Regions from separate parts of the Mus musculus genome. Here regions 1 and 2 are each linked to region 3. The links are chromatin contacts, called in public promoter capture Hi-C maps. All regions are on one chromosome and are shown on one strand. Each heading gives the region's core, a stretch centred on a gene start, on an enhancer-like site or on the middle of the called end of the contact. The rest is flanking DNA. Distances are from core to core; before and after follow the strand shown. Region 1 has its middle 8.3 kb from the start of Gm30781. Region 2 has its middle 16 kb from the start of Tmem176b. Region 3 holds the start of Rarres2 (retinoic acid receptor responder (tazarotene induced) 2).

Region 1 (2,700 bases), core at 51-2,550, 230 kb before region 3:
TAGAATTTCATAAGATTAGCAAACCTGATAACATACAGAACATAACGAGGTATGTGCTCAGCTTGATCCTGCTCTGAATCAAGTTATTTTTCCGTGTCAATGACTGGCAGGCATGTTATAGCAATGATATGAAATAGCTGGCGGGCATGGAACAAAATGGCTGCAGCAATGCTAGGAGGGCAGGCCTGGTCAGATTACAGGTAGCCATAATCCTATGCTAGACTTTCATAAAATAATAGAATCTAGTGACTTATTGAAAGGAAAAGTATAATTGATCCGTGTATATAATTTGCAATCAAAATAACCAACACCATTTAGAGTAATATTTATGTTAAAGCCACCTCTAGGGTAATCATAGGGTAAATTTACACAAATAATGTAAAAGGTTTTATTAAACGAAATGTATAATTACTGGGATGAGTGCATGTAAAATTACCAGACCATGTCTGTACAGAATTTAATGCTATAGGAACTTTCTATATATGTCATTGTTCAAGTCTCAGTTTATTATTAAACCAAATCCTAGCCTGAGGGGGAGCTAAGCCTCCAGCCTGCCAAGCCATTAACACTGTGGGTTCACAGTAGAAAAAGAGTATGTTTGTGAACATGCCATAGAACCAATTGATCATAATTACACCATTTACTATGATCTGTGGAACAGTTAGAAACATATTTTCCATGAGGATTTCAATCAATTAACCTATCATGTTGAATGTCTTTTTTCTTTTTACTTTGACATCTACATCTGGACTGAAGAACAGGAATAAATTTAGGAATTTTCATAGGAAAGATTAGTACAAAAAGGATCTAAACTATGACCAGTACAGTTGATTACATTATTAGATTAACCAAAAATGTCCAGAAAATAGCTTAAAAACAGACCCATATGAGTAGTTCTGGTGTCTGGTAAAACCTAAGCAAATATTAGCCTTCTAATAGGAATGTGTGTGTTATGATGCCCTGTGGACAAATGCAGTCTCCTCTTAAGTATCTTCTCCCTTGGTGCACGTGGGCTTAATTTGCCCCAGGTGGGCAGATTGACTCTGATGGTCAACACCACCTTTTGCCCTTCAGCTAGAGATTTTCTATTTTTCTCCTGACTTCAGCTCTATCCTCTACATTTGTCCTTAGTGGCTGGGGCCACAGGAGTCCAAGAGAAGTCCATAATGCCTCAGTGGATCCAACTGCAATGGCAGATACACATCTCCTTCCCCTCCCCCCTCAGCCAAGGAGGCTTCCAAGTCTCAGATTGTTTAAACCACACAGGCCTGTCTAAAGGCAGTTCAGTGTTCTGTAGAGAAATGTTTGGGATGTTCTGTTCTGTTTGTTTGGTTGGTTTGGTTTCCAAGATAGGGTTTCTCTGTGTAGCCCTGGCTGTTCTGAAACTCACTCTGTAGACCAGACTGGCCTTAAACTCAAAGAGATTTACCCGCCTCTGCCTCCCAAGTGCTGGGATGAAAGTACGAGCTGCCACAACCAGTGTTTGAGCTCTTTAACATTTATCCCCTGGAGGCAAATTTTGAAAATCAAGAGTAAAACAGGAAAGTGCAAGATCATTTTTTGCAGGGCTGACAAAATGACTCAGCAGTTAAGAGTACTGATTTTTATTCCAGAAGTCCGGAGTTCAATGTCCAACAACCACATGTTGGCTCACAACTATCTGTAATGGAATCAGATGCCCTCTTCTGGTGTGTCTGAGGACAACTACAGTGTACTCACATGCATAAAATAAATAAACAATTTTTTAAATAAAAGATTATCCCTTAGTGCCCATTTTTTATTTTTAATTATTATTGTCCTACCATAAGGACCTTGAGGATTCTAAGGAATACCTGCGCCAATGCAGAGCTGCAGGGATGGCATCCAAGGAGGCATAAGAGCAAAGCGAGTGACATCCATTTGCCACAGTTCATTAGTATTTCTACCTCTGGGATTAACTCCACTACATGACTGTGACAGTTTAAGGGAGCACACGCAGGACATTCTTGCACAATTTGTCTCTCTTGTCTAAGCAGGCTGTGGTGTGGTGGGTGAAGATTATTAGCATTAGTGTGTTGGTGTTGATGTTTCTGATCTGGAAAAATAAAAATCAGGCAAGTTAAAGCTTATTCCCTTGTGCAATCAAACCAGGGAGGTTAGAATGTGCGTGGTTATGAGTACAAACAATGTAAGGGTGCTTACCAGTTGTTTAGTTCCTGTAGTAATGGGAACATTTAGGATGGGAAGACAAAATTAAAGCAGTTTCAACTGCTGGAAATAATTCTACAACATAAGCAGATTCTGAAACAATATTTAAGTGTTTATGGACTAACTGTAATAAACAAATCAAAACTGCCAGTTCCACTTGTTGGGCTGAGGAAAAAGATATAAGAGATTTATGAATGGGAGGAGACTAGACAAGTTTTGTAATCACAAATTCATTTTGTAGGAGAAAATCCCATAGTTTGCCAGCGGGATAACTATTCCCTATCCTTCCATAGTAATCTGCAAATGAAATTTGAGAATCCATAGGGTTCTGTAAGGCTCTTAAAAACTCATTGTTAGGTAATGGTAAAATGATTCAGCAAGGATCAAGCCCATATAATTGTTGCCATTGGGTCTTCCCCTGAATTACTAATTGAGCTATGTAGGTAGTTAGTATTTTATGGCCTATATTGTGTATACAAATCCATTCCAAATGTTTATCCTCTTGTGTTATAA
Region 2 (2,700 bases), core at 183-2,682, 250 kb before region 3:
TTTAATTTATTCATTGGTAATTTCATATGTGAATACAATGTATTTAGAGTGTATCCATCCCTTGCCCTCCCTCCAAGTCTATGACTTTAAAATGCAAACACTCATAGCTGTGTTCTTCCACTTTAGAACTGTCTTTCCTCCAGCCGGCAGGACGGCACAGAAGATAAAGATGCTTGCCACATAAGCCTGGTGACCTGCGTTTGGTCCCTGGAACTCACAGAAAGATGGAAGGAGAGACAACAGACATCTCCACCACGCTGTCTGACTTCCACACTCGTGCTGTGTCGCCTCCTGATCTCTGCACATGTAATGAGGGCAAGCTTTCAAGAGGAGCTGCTTTTCGTTTTCATTTTATTCTAGAGTTTTTAATTTTCCTTTTTGATTTTTTTGAATGAACCTTTGACCACTTAAGAGTGTACTGTTTAGCATCCATATGTTTGTACAGTTTTGTTGTTTCTCTTGCTATTGATTTTTTATTTTTATTTTATGTGATATGATATTTTCATATTTGTGAGACTTGTTTTGTGATTTAAATGTGGTCCACTTGAGGGATAATTATATGGACTGCTGAGAATAATGTATATTCTACAGTTATTGTATAGAATACAATAGAATTATGTAGATGTCTGTTAAATTTGTTTGATCTATGGTAGAGTATAATTCAGAAATTTCTCTGATTTTTTTAACCCAGATGACCTATATACTGATGAGAATAGGTTTTTTTCACTCATTTGTTGTTATTGGACCATCTGCCCCTTTATATCTGGTAGTGTTTGCTTTGTGAAGTTGGCTGCACCAATGTTCAGTGCACCTATGCTTATAGCAATAATTATATCTTGATGAGTATGTCCCTTAATTAATATAGGGCGGGTTAATTTTCTTTTCTGAAAATGTGTCCATAATTATTTCTATTTGTCAGGAGCTTCTACTTTAGTATTTTCTATTTGGTATTTTCACTTCTAACCCTTCCTTTTCAGTATGTCCTTGCCAGTAAGTTCCAAATTTTGCAGACAGTGAAAAGCTGATCTGGTCTTTAAATCCAGTCCTAAAGCTGAAAAGATGATACACATAGCACAGAAGTCGCGGAGGGGAGCGTGGATGGTGGCATGTGGGATACTGCAATGGGAAGATGGAGCACAGCAGAGCATGAGTGAGATAGGACAATTGGGTACCCACGGTGCCCCACATCCTCCTTTTGCCACTGTCTTGTGTCAGGGGCATGGCCCCAGAGTCAAATGCAGGGGCATGTAGCCAAATAAAGCTTCCAGGAATTGAGGACATTTTGTTCTCATGAAAAACAGCTTTGGATGTCTCTTATTTCCATTCCTTTGAGACTTGGGGTAAGCTGGAGTGTATGGAACTGGGGGTGGGGTGAGAGAGATTCGTGTGGAGCTGTGAGCTGGAGCGATGAGGCAATCAACAAGGATCCCTGTGGCAATGTAGGGCAAACACTGGCGGGACTTTGGACCTTAATCGTGGGGAAAGGGAAGCGGTTAGAGCAGTACAAACTTTACTTGATACATTTTTTAAAAGAACGTGAAATCGGGGTGGTGGGGGGAGGAGAGTGGGGAGAACTGGGGAGGGGTTCAAGATCATTTGGCCCTGGTTGTTTGTTTTTTGTTTTTGCTTTGTCAGACAGACTAAATTCAAGGACTGGACAGTAGCCTAAACCAGTAAAAGTTCAGAGAGGACCACCAGGCAACTCTCTGCCCAAGGTGACAGGAAAAAAAAAAAAAAAAAAGACAACACAGAGAGAAAAACAGGTTGGCCACAGCTCAGCCTTCCTCTTTCATGGCCGTGTCTGGACCGGTGACCACCTCCACCTCCGCTTCGAGCATTGGTGCCCTGATTGGCTGAGACTCGTGTACTCACCTTAAGACTCTACTCACAAGTTAGGTCAGGGAATCCATCTCTATATTAAGCTACAGTGTGCCACTGACAGAGGCAAATTTAATTTACTTTACAGGTTTGTACATATAAACCCGGCAGTTGACAGTAAACTTCAATAGTGACAGCACATGTCTGCCTTCTGTACAGCAATGCTATCAGAGGCCAGTGGGAGGCAATCTCCAAATATTTGTTGGGTAAATAAATAAACAGCATGAAATGTTTTGATTTAGTGTGTTTTGAGCCATCTGTATTTGCCAGTTTGTATCATGACCACCGTGACCTATCTGGGCAGTAACTGAATTTGGTGGAGCTCTTGAGCATCACCATAGAGAGGGAGAAGCACCTTGGTTGCTCTCCCACCGGCTTTGGTTGAGACTTAAAAAACGGGGAAAGCTTTATGAACCACTGAGTGGGCATTAGTATAGAATTTCAAAACAGATGGCCTCAGCAGCCACGCCTACTTTCTATTAGCAGCCCTAGATTCATCAGAGACCTCTTTCATTTCTGACAGGCTAAATGTCTTCAGATCCAGGAATAAAGCATGTGGCTCAGACTTACCTATACTGCAGATCATATACCCTGGCGTGTGGCTTCAGGCATAGGCACACAGCCTGACTTAGTCATGTCAGCACACCTATGGCTTCTGGGTCACAGATTCAGCAAAGGCTGCACTTGAAGCCTGAGGCTGCGATGTAGGGTCTATGGTTGCTCTTTGCTGTCCCACGCCTGCCTGGGGCTGCCAAAGATCACCCTGAGCTTGAAGATGAAGACCACGAGCTGAAATCAGACCCTAGAGGGGAAAATTTCTCC
Region 3 (2,700 bases), core at 78-2,577:
CAAGGCCGGGCAACAAGAATGCATTTCTGGAGGGAGTTTGCTGACAGGAGAGTCTCAGCTAGGGATTTTCCTCACCCAGGAAAGGCATAAGAAAAGGCAGCCCTGGGCAACTGAGGCTGTAAAAGAAAGTTCTTCAGTCCCCTTCTCTGCGGAGAAGGGGAGGGACTTAGTGGGAGAAGGGGCTTGTGAGGAGGGGAGCTGCAACCGGGATGTAAAGTGAATGAATTAATGAAAAATATGAAATAATAAATTAATAAATAATAATAATTTAGTGGAAAATAAAGTACAAGGAGGACTGTAGGACCTTCAAAGCACCCTTTCAAGATCTAAAAATCATTATGTTCCATGTTAGTTTTCTAACCTAATATAACATGGCCTTATTTTTTTTCAGCTTATTCATTTAATGTTGTTTTTGACTGAAATTAAACTATCTTTAGTGGCAATAAATACTCAGAATTAAAAAATACATTTCAAAAAGGAAGTTCTTCAGAGAGCACGTAGTCCTTCACCCCTCAGGGAAAAGGTCCACCTGGCCAGCAGAGATCTGGAAGCTTTCAGCTCCTCAGACAGGAAGCAGTGACATCAGGCTTCTGCACTTGCTCAAGTCCTGAGAGACTGAGCTGGGGAAATGAGCCGGGGTCAGGGGTCAGGTAGGCTGGTCGGGCGGAAGGTGCTAGGTGGACGGGACGACAGCTAAGGAAACACGTCCAGCCCAGCAAGCCTATACATGGAGGCCTGAGAGTTGTGACGGGTCCATAGAAGGGAGGGTCTGCTTGAAGCCTCTGCAAGGAAAAGACTGATGCCAGCCAGTCAAAGCCAGGCCTACGTGGCTGTGAACAAACCCGAGACATCAGGAAAGACATGATAGATGTCTGGTAGGCAGATGAAGGCAGCAGTCAGTGACACAGGAGCTCTCTCACTGGACACACAGGACAAACTGAAGCAACAGACCTGCTGCTACCTTGGTACTGAAGGAGCCTCAGTTTCCCCAACTGTCACTTTCTAGTGGAAGATCACCTGGTCAAGCGGGGATCTGTCAAAAAACGGCTCCCTCAAGTGTTGGCAGTCATGTGTTGAGAGATGACAAAGGAAAGGCAAAGGAAAGACTGGGTTGGGACTGGGATGGAGAAACACCCACTGCTGGGGACAGTTGTCTTGATGGCAGCTGCAGCCTGGTGTGAGGAGGGTTAAGCATCTTGCAGTTCCCACCCGCTCTGGATCTGCTCAGTCCTCCCACGTTTACGTCTTCTGAAAAATATTCAGCCTGCAGTCTCATTTGGTGCTCCAGGCCCTCCCCCTCCCCCTCCCCCTCCTTTGGCTCAATGCAAGAGGAAGGTCAGGGAACTTTGGGAAACAGAAAACTCCAAAACTCCGGACTCTGGGAGAAGGGTCAGTGGGAAAAGGCGGGGCTTTGGGGACCAAGAGAGAGGAGAAAAGGGAGATGAGAGGGTGAGAGGGAACAACTGCCAGGGAGCTGTTCCAGGGACCACACAGAAAAAGGCCTCGCTAAAGCAACAAACCTGATCATTTTCAAGGTACCAGAAAGAGGCTGGGGATTTTGGATATGGAGGGAAGACCCAAAAGGAGGAGAAAATGGCTCAGAAAAAAGGCTATAGTGGACATAACCAGCAGGATTACTTCCCGGGGCTGTTGGCAGGGAACTCTAAAACTTTGTTGGCCCCAAAGTTTCTTTGGAAACAAGGCCTTGCAGAATGGGAAGGGCTAGTTGGATACCAATGGAAGGGGTACTTCAGAAAGGGGCACTTCTGTCCCTAGGAGTAGGTCAGGCCACCACCACCACAGCTCCAAGAACTAAAGCCCACACACCATCTTTGCAGAACCATAGGACTGAGGTGAAGCCATGAAGTGCTTGCTGATCTCCCTAGCCCTATGGCTGGGCACAGTGGGCACACGTGGGACAGAGCCCGAACTCAGCGAGACCCAGCGCAGGAGCCTACAGGTGGCTCTGGAGGAGTTCCACAAACACCCACCTGTGCAGTTGGCCTTCCAAGAGATCGGTGTGGACAGAGCTGAAGAAGTGGTTAGTGGTGTGATTGGGTAGAGAGTGGAGAGCTGCAGCCCTGGAGACCAGTGAATTCCCAGAAAGCTGTACTGGGAAAGGTCCCCAGCCTGCCACCCTCCTAGGCTGTGCCAGTTCTAAGTTAAGGTGTTGGGGAAAAGAAAAGGAGTAACATGCAGGAATTATCTGCTTGCCCTGTCTGTCTGTCTGTCTGTCTGTAGCTCTTCTCAGCTGGCACCTTTGTGAGGTTGGAATTTAAGCTCCAGCAGACCAACTGCCCCAAGAAGGACTGGAAAAAGCCGGAGTGCACAATCAAACCAAACGGGGTGAGTAAGGGGTTCTTGCTGATGGGACAGGCTGCCAGGAAAGGAACCAGAGTCCAGGGAAGCGCTGTGCCCATCACCAGGGACTGTCTGCAAGGAGGGGAGGGTGAAGGGAAGAGAGAAATTTCTCCATCAGAGTGGGTCCTCCTAAAGAAACTTCTCTATGGAGTTTATCCTGTATTCTGGCCACGATACACACAGTTCACTGAAGGGTTTCACAGTAATCAGTCACCCTAGGGTGACACTACTGCTATGGACTGACCTCGGGCTGGTGGTGCGGCACTTTTGAGTTAAAGTTCTTGTTCTCTGACAGTTTTGTGGGTTCACTGAAGGTCCTTGTCCCCTCCCTGGGGTTAA

The links. Promoter capture Hi-C pulls out the DNA fragments that hold promoters and counts their contacts.
Region 1: a contact with region 3 is called in a promoter capture Hi-C map of liver. The contact joins the enhancer-like site here to the promoter of Rarres2 in region 3. A contact is called at or near these places in 6 of 39 promoter capture datasets (the C10 cell line, the HPC-7 cell line, liver and 2 more) and 2 of 9 other capture datasets (adipose tissue and liver).
Region 2: a promoter capture Hi-C map of liver shows a contact between it and region 3. The contact joins the enhancer-like site here to the promoter of Rarres2 in region 3. A contact is called at or near these places in 11 of 39 promoter capture datasets (the 3T3-L1 cell line, the C10 cell line, HPC-7-derived erythroid cells and 5 more).

The regions. Positions count from the first base shown.
Region 1 is chr6:48,805,826-48,808,525 of GRCm38.p6, reverse strand. No RefSeq gene overlaps it. Among named protein-coding and RNA genes, the nearest start is that of Gm30781, 8.3 kb to the right of the region's middle. Within about 2 kb of position 1,300, at least 4 of the 459 cell types and tissues checked have an H3K27ac peak or open chromatin away from gene starts, as enhancers often do. A contact at or near this core is called in liver, where this site is marked.
Region 2 is chr6:48,823,928-48,826,627 of GRCm38.p6, reverse strand. No RefSeq gene overlaps it. Among named protein-coding and RNA genes, the nearest start is that of Tmem176b, 16 kb to the left of the region's middle. Within about 2 kb of position 1,432, at least 31 of the 459 cell types and tissues checked have an H3K27ac peak or open chromatin away from gene starts, as enhancers often do. A contact at or near this core is called in liver, where this site is marked.
Region 3 is chr6:48,571,429-48,574,128 of GRCm38.p6, reverse strand. Rarres2 (retinoic acid receptor responder (tazarotene induced) 2) reads left to right here and starts at 1,327. Exons shown (of 6, transcript NM_027852.3): 1 at 1,327-1,535; 2 at 1,839-2,041; 3 at 2,242-2,346. The coding sequence starts at 1,862.